Linked DNA regions of Mus musculus: region 1 is linked to region 2. Evidence: chromatin contacts called from public HiChIP or PLAC-seq data. All regions are on one chromosome and are shown on one strand. The core of a region is the stretch at or near the end of the contact, and the rest is flanking DNA. Distances in the headings are between cores, read along the strand shown. Region 1 holds the start of Smpdl3a (sphingomyelin phosphodiesterase, acid-like 3A). Region 2 overlaps Pkib (protein kinase inhibitor beta, cAMP dependent, testis specific).

Region 1 (3,361 bases), core at 541-3,040, 67 kb after region 2:
TTACCCGACTCTATTGTAGGACCAAAGGCCAAGATGCTGCAGCTAACTTATCGCTTCTGCTAAACAGCTTGCTTGTGCAAACCTACCTCTGCCAATGCAAAGTGAGATACCAGGATATGGTTTTTCTCTTTAAAAGACTTGCTCTGAATAAGCTTACATCCCGAACACTTGAACATAGTTCCAGCCAGCTGGCTTGCAATCGGCTCTCAACTGTGTCTGAATGATCATCTCTGGTTGGATCACAGTTATAATGAGCAAAACTGGTATTCTGATCATTAGTTCACTTTCTTTTAAAATGTTCAAGCTCTTGCTATCTTGCTGATCCATTTCTGCATTTCAAGCTCACCACCATTTCCCGGCTTTACTTTCCCTGTACTCTTTAGACTGTAGACTGAGAAATTGCAGAAGTGACCATGTCTGTTGCAGGGAAGCATGCATGGTTCTTGAACTGCTCTGAATCACCCCAATGATGTAGCAAAACTTGGAGGAGTCTACCAGGATCTGAAAGGAAACTTAGTGTCCATTAAAAAAAATTTATTCACAAGATATAATGTCTAAATCATGCAGATATAAAACAAAGTTTTTTTCCTCTGATGGAAAATAAATATATTTGTAAAATATAATGGTAAAAGTACCTAAAGAAAATACAAAAATAATGTATCCTAAGCCAAATATGTGTGATCCTAGGCTAAGAACACAGATCCTGGTTTCTCTAAATGACTGTTTCAACATGGAATAGGTTACAGAAACTTACAGTTATAGAACAAAGAAAATAATAAATCAATACACTTACCAGATATGTTCCTATTACAAAGAATGTAAATCTAAGTAGGTAAACTATAAAGTTTCAATGTAGTATTCTTAATTCTATAGTTGGAGGATATTGAAAAACCATTTAAGCTTAGTGACAGAGATACTCTTTTAATCATGAAAATGGTATGCTAGATACACAAATTAAGGCATTTGAGTATTAAAGAGGCCATGGTATCCCAAGACAATGTGGGTGTCCACCTAAAACACCCATCTTCCCATAATAAGTACCTTGAACTCAGCTAAAGCATAGTATTTTGTCAGGACCTTTTAACACAGCACGGCTTCCTCAAGACGCCACAGCTCACATCTTTTATGAGGTCAGCATCTCTCAAAGGTTTGCTCTTCTCCAAAGACACCCTACGTTTTATAAATTAAAGTTGTTGGCTATATTATAAAGAGAGCGCATTCTCATAAATTCCTAGAGAGAGAACAAAGAATACATATTACACACAGTCTGTGGGTTTTGGTGTCTTTGCCAATACTTATAAAACTTTTGGAATAGAAAAATCAACAGTCTCTATTTGTATTTACCAGGTAGGTTGCATGAGGACGTGCTTAACTCAGTTGTGGAAAGGAAAACGTTCAGCCTGGTGAACCTGGGACATAGTTTGCCGACTCCACCTATCTATCACCTTGGAGTACTATGAAGCCACACATGGCCAGCCCAGCTAATCTGTTCATTTATCAGCGGTGGCCTGAGGCTTGGGAGTTTACATTTCTGTCATAAATCCCAGGTAGCGAAACCATTGAGGAAATCCAAACCCATTCTTGTACTCGTTTGTCTTAACTATGATTCAGGGTTCTCCTGCCTTTTCAAGTACCTCTGCTAAATGGCCCTGTCAGGTAGGCGCTCCTGGGGTTCAGGGAAGGAAACAATACGGGGTTGGAGCAAGAACATTGTTTCCCATTGACCTAAGAAATTAAGGAAGCATATTAAAATAAAGGAGTCCAGAAGGTCAGAAGAACTCGTGCTCAGGGGAATCTAATATTACACGTGATCTGCTTGCTGGGCGTCAACACAAGGAAAGGCTCTGGCTTCCTCTCCACCCCTAGGGCCTGCGGGTCTCAGCGGCGCCCAAGCTCCAGTCTAGCGTCCTGGGGCAGTGGCCTCCACCATGGCGTTGCTGGGCAACTTCCTTTGCTGCCTACTGGTTGCCTGGCTCTGCGGCCCGGGGCTCGGGGTGCCCCTGGCGCCGGCGGATCGCGCCCCAGCTGTGGGTGAGTGGACCGATCGGGACTGCACAGGACGGTGGAGGGGGTCGGCGAAGTCATGAAGGTGCCGGGTGCGTAGGCAGCGGGGCACAGGACGCCGCCACACTGGTCACTGTGGCCAAAGGCCAGACAGCAAGGTCACTGGGTCTGAGTCATGGTGGGGGCGCCCCGTGGGCGCCAGTATGGAGCCGAGCCGCCTGCTGGGCGTTTGTTTACATCCCGGGTCTGGGTGGTTTAGTTCCCAGGGGAGGAAAGTCTGAAGCTGTTGTCTGGTGGGAAATGCCGCTCAGAATTGGCTGTGGGCATTCCCGGAGTCACCTAGTCTGCCCAGAGCAGAGGAGGACCTACAGGGTCCCTACACCTGGATGTAGCTTCAGTCCTATTCTGTTCTGCTCAGTGACGTCGGAGCCTAATTCTGCCTCTTCAGGTCTCCGAGGCGTCTGGTCTCTTTCGTTCTTAACATAAAACCCCTGAGCCCTTCCGCAGCCCTTGGTGCACTTGGGGTCTTGCGTTTGTGGTGTGTTCTGTTTACCGGGAGCCTATTACTCTGTTTCTGCAATCTTGGCCTGCCCTGCCCTGCCCTGCCCCCTCAGTCTCCTTCCACCCAGCAGTAGCAGCTGCCAAACTTGGTGGGAAAAAAAAAAATCGGTAAGTTAAGCCCCACTCCAAAATTACTGGATCCAGACCGGTGGGAATGGATTCCTGGGCACAGTTTAACACTCTTCATCCCTCTCAAATTAGAAAATCCCCGTCCAGACTGAATGTTTAGTAAGACTGTAGGTTGCCTTCTGGGTTTTAAAACTTAAGGTGACGCTCCCCTCCCCCATCTCCCTAGCTCCGTTTAAAAATAATTGCTCTAGTTGGGGGGTTTGTTTTGATTTGCAGAGAGAGCTATCCTTGAGACTTTCACCTGTGCTCAGAACTGAAACTCTCCTGCTGTCTGCCTCCTCTCCATGCCTGCCTCTGATCTGCACAGGACTTCCCTGAATGGGGTCCAGGGAATCCCTTCTCCTTGCTTATGAGTGAAGTACACCTGACTTAGCTGTCAAGCTTTTGCAAGCCACAGCTGTATGTCCGGTTTGTCAACTCTGGCAAATAACACCTGTAACAGAAATAGCCCCCAGAATGTGTACATATGTGGCTGCCTCGTGTTTTTATATTGCTGGAATTGTGCTATTTTAAATTTGTGACTGCTCCGGATTTTGACCTGGAAATGTCTCAGGCTGCACCACAGGTAAATTCGCCTTTGGTTTTAATGAATTAATTGCTGAAAGAAGTCATAAAACTTTGCCCGTGATCATGTGACTCTCCTTCTGATACCTTCCTGTTTTGGTAG
Region 2 (3,369 bases), core at 531-3,030:
AGTGGAAATCAATTGTCTATGAAAAGCTTTCCTTCAACTACTATGAGAAGGCTGGCTTGGTTTCCTCAGGCCAGAGTTTGCTATGTCATAAACACCAAAGAGGATCAAACCCATTCTTTGGTGGACACTGGGCACATTTTGCGTTCTGAGGTAATTTGTCAGAAAATTTAAACCTGTGCTTTCCCTCCGAGGAAAAAAGCCCTGCTTTTTTCGGGGGTGCGGGGGGCTCTGTTGCCACCAAAGGCCAGGTGAACTTTCCTGGTCTGGGATTGAACCCAGGCACATATCTGAGGGCTGTGCAGAACTGGCCCCATCCTTTTCCTGGACATCCATGGGAGAGCTAGCCCTGAAGGCATGGGAGTATGAGAGATGTTCCTGTTCCTCACAACTACACTAGGGAGAGTGGGCCTTGTTCCTCACCTGAGCTGCACAGTAGAGTTGACCCTAGTGATGGGGGTGCCAGCGAGCTGGCCCCAAGGGTATGAATGTAGGAGAGCTGGCACCAACGGTGTGAGTCAAGGAGAGCTGGACCAATAACTTTTCTGCCTTGAGGCAACATGGGCTAGAAAGAGATACTCTCCCCAACCCTAAGTCTTTGTCCCTTATGACTAGTGACTGGTGGGAGAGCTGGCCGTGGAGTCATGAGAAAAGAAGAGCAGAGTGGGCCCTGCTCCTCACCTGCTGCAGCACTTGGGAGAGCGGGCTCTGCACCTCATCAGGGCATCACAGAAGAGCTGGTGCCAGACATGGGGATTATAGGTGATCAGGCCCAAGGGGGTGAAGACAGGAGAGCTGGTCCTGCCTCTTGTCTTCTTGTGGTGCATGGATGAGGGAGAGATGTCCCTCACCACCTATGAGAGGTAGTTTCAGTGAACATTTGCAAGCAAAGTAGTATGGACAAAAGGGTATACTGTGGGACACACTGCGACACAGTAGAGCTTCTACAAGATGTCTTTTTCCTCTGTTGGCGGGGAAGGGTGCAAGGTTGGAGGGTGAGTATAAAGGGAGGGACAGATGAGTGGGATTGGGGTACATGATGTGAAATTCATAAAGAACCAGTAAAAAGTAAAAAAAAAAAAAAAAAAAAAAAACCAACCCTGAACACACACACACACACACACACACACACAGAGCAAGGCCTTGCTAGCACATGACCTTGCTACCTACTCAGCAAATTCAGCAAATTCCTTCTGCCATCACAACTTCTGAGTTACAGCTCAATATCAATTTTTAGGAAGACTTAGAAAAAAAAATCTTAGTTGAAAGACAGTGAGTTTAGATTTTTTTCAGGATATATAATAACTGCTACCTCCTATACAACAAATGGTTTCTGAAGAGTTGTCAGAGAAGCATTACTACTAAGGACTACTGTAAGTCATTCCTATGACTAGCAATGAACTGTGTCCACTCAAAGGCAAGCAAAACTGTGTCTAGCATAAACCTGAGCATACTGAAACCTATCTGAATCAGCACAAATGACGTCACAACTGTGGAGGGGAAAGCCTCAGACATAAAATAGGGTTTATTTCTAAAGAATAAGGAAACGTGCTTTGTTTATTCCCCACAATTACAGTGATTTGGTTTCAGCTCAAATAAGTACCACAAACAAATACTCTGGGAGTGGCCACTCCAGTCTGTCGCATTGGTTGCCAAACCCCGGGTTGGCTGATTCTTTCATAGAAAAAGCAGAACAAAAAATGTTCAGGCCTACTACACCCTCAAGCGTTCAAGTGTTGCTTTGGGATCCGGGGTTATTTATAGCAATCTGGTTCACAGAAGTACTTCCTGCCCTATTCAGCAAATGCTCACGTGGGCATCTTAGAGCCAAGGCACAGACACTGCTATTGTGCCACCCGAGATCAGCTCTCCAAGCCTGTAGCGGTTTTGATGTAGCCATTGGTCTTTGAGGTGACCCTTTTTACTTCTGAATAGCACATTTTTTAATGTGTACATTCTATCTATAGATTCTGTGATGAGGACAGATTCATCAGAGATGACTGATGTGGAATCTGTGATCACCAGCTTTGCGTCCTCAGCAAGGGCAGGCCGCCGCAATGCCTTACCCGACATCCAGAGTTCACTGGCTACAAGTGGATCCTCTGATCTTCCACTGAAACTGGAAGCGTTGGCCGTGAAGGAAGGTAAAACTCCTAATTCCTGGAAATAAAACCCTCGCTTTGTCTCTCTTTTTCAATCTTTTTCTCTGGAGCAGCCTTTTAACTAGTTATAGCCGATCGCTTTTCTTCTTGACCAAAAGCTCTCAGGTTCAAGTGCATTTCTATGCCTTTCTGAAACTAGGCAATTTCATGTCCTAAGGGTGAACATAAAAATTGGTGCTCTGTCTATTGGATGTGCATGATCACATGATAGGATTCTAGGTTCCACCTCCAGTACAGAATTAATTAGGTGGCCATGACTATTAATCCTTGCATTGGATCTGAGTACTGAGACTCATAATAGCTCATTACCTGTCTCAATCTGCCAGTTATAGTTTGAGAACCTAATACAGAAGCTAGTGCCCTCTGTATCTTCTAACATTACAAGAGGCAGTGGGAGGCGATCCCAGTCACAAGGTATCCTTTCTTACTTCTATCATTGCTATGTTGCCTACCATTCAATTTCATGACTGCTAAATGCAAAGAACTCCAGTGATGAGTAGGGCAGATGTAAACTCCTACTGTCACAGATTTTTATAGTACAACAAGAGTGCTAGATTTTTAATGAATAAATATATAGTCTAAGAATGCTATGCTTTATCAGAAAACTGGAATGGGTGCTTTGTAGAAAGTTCATCAGTGACTACAGTACAGTAGAAATCAGAGCACCCATCACTGAAATCAGAATAACTTGTAAGGCAGAGGCAGGAGGATTGCTATTAGATGGTTGCTACCCTGGAATACACAGTGTAACATATATTTTATTCTCCTGTATAATTGTCATCTGGGATGCTTACTGTCTCAGTCTGCTAACCTAGGCCTAGTCCTGGAAGTTTCTAGCCTCTGTACAATCTTATCTAGAATGTTTTCAGCCTCTGAGACTTACTGCTGAATAAGCTTACCCTTTCTAGTTCTTTTTGAGCTCTGGCTGGTTCAACTCAACTGTTCAGGCTCAAACTCCTCTCCTAGTCTGGCTTCTCTTGTTTTCTCCAGAATTGCTGTTTGGACTGAAACTAACTCTAGCAATCTTTTTTAGCCTTCTCCATCCTTCTCATTCTCTTGCTCATTCTGTCTTTACCTGTGTCCAGCTTGTTCTTTCTTCAATTTGTCTCTGTAAAACTATCCTGGTAAAATTAGCCTCCTTTTCCCTCTCTGTGCTGCTCTACTCTCCCTCTCAACTGTACTGTACAGCTCTCCAGGAACTCTACTGTAT

Evidence for each region. HiChIP or PLAC-seq counts read pairs in DNA pulled down with a chosen protein or histone mark.
Region 1: an H3K4me3 HiChIP or PLAC-seq map of bone marrow-derived macrophages shows a contact between it and region 2, with 2.3 times the contacts expected there. The contact joins the promoter of Smpdl3a here to the enhancer-like site in region 2. A contact is called at or near these places in 6 of 39 promoter capture datasets (3T3-L1-derived adipocytes, embryonic stem cells, liver and 3 more), 6 of 484 Hi-C or Micro-C datasets (Kupffer cells, LSK cells, bone marrow-derived macrophages and 2 more), 3 of 115 datasets of contacts at active chromatin or transcription factors (bone marrow-derived macrophages, embryonic stem cells and thymic regulatory T cells) and 5 of 9 other capture datasets (adipose tissue, embryonic stem cells, liver and 2 more).

The regions. Positions count from the first base shown.
Region 1 is chr10:57,792,754-57,796,114 of GRCm38.p6, forward strand. It overlaps Smpdl3a (sphingomyelin phosphodiesterase, acid-like 3A), which reads left to right and starts at 1,791. Exons shown (of 8, transcript NM_020561.2): 1 at 1,791-2,031. The coding sequence starts at 1,929.
Region 2 is chr10:57,726,126-57,729,494 of GRCm38.p6, forward strand. It overlaps Pkib (protein kinase inhibitor beta, cAMP dependent, testis specific), which reads left to right. Exons shown (of 5, transcript NM_001039051.2): 4 at 1,965-2,141. The coding sequence starts at 1,973. Among named protein-coding and RNA genes, the nearest start is that of Fabp7, 57 kb to the right of the region's middle. Within about 2 kb of position 1,781, at least 95 of the 459 cell types and tissues checked have an H3K27ac peak or open chromatin away from gene starts, as enhancers often do. A contact at or near this core is called in Kupffer cells, bone marrow-derived macrophages, macrophages and 2 more, where this site is marked.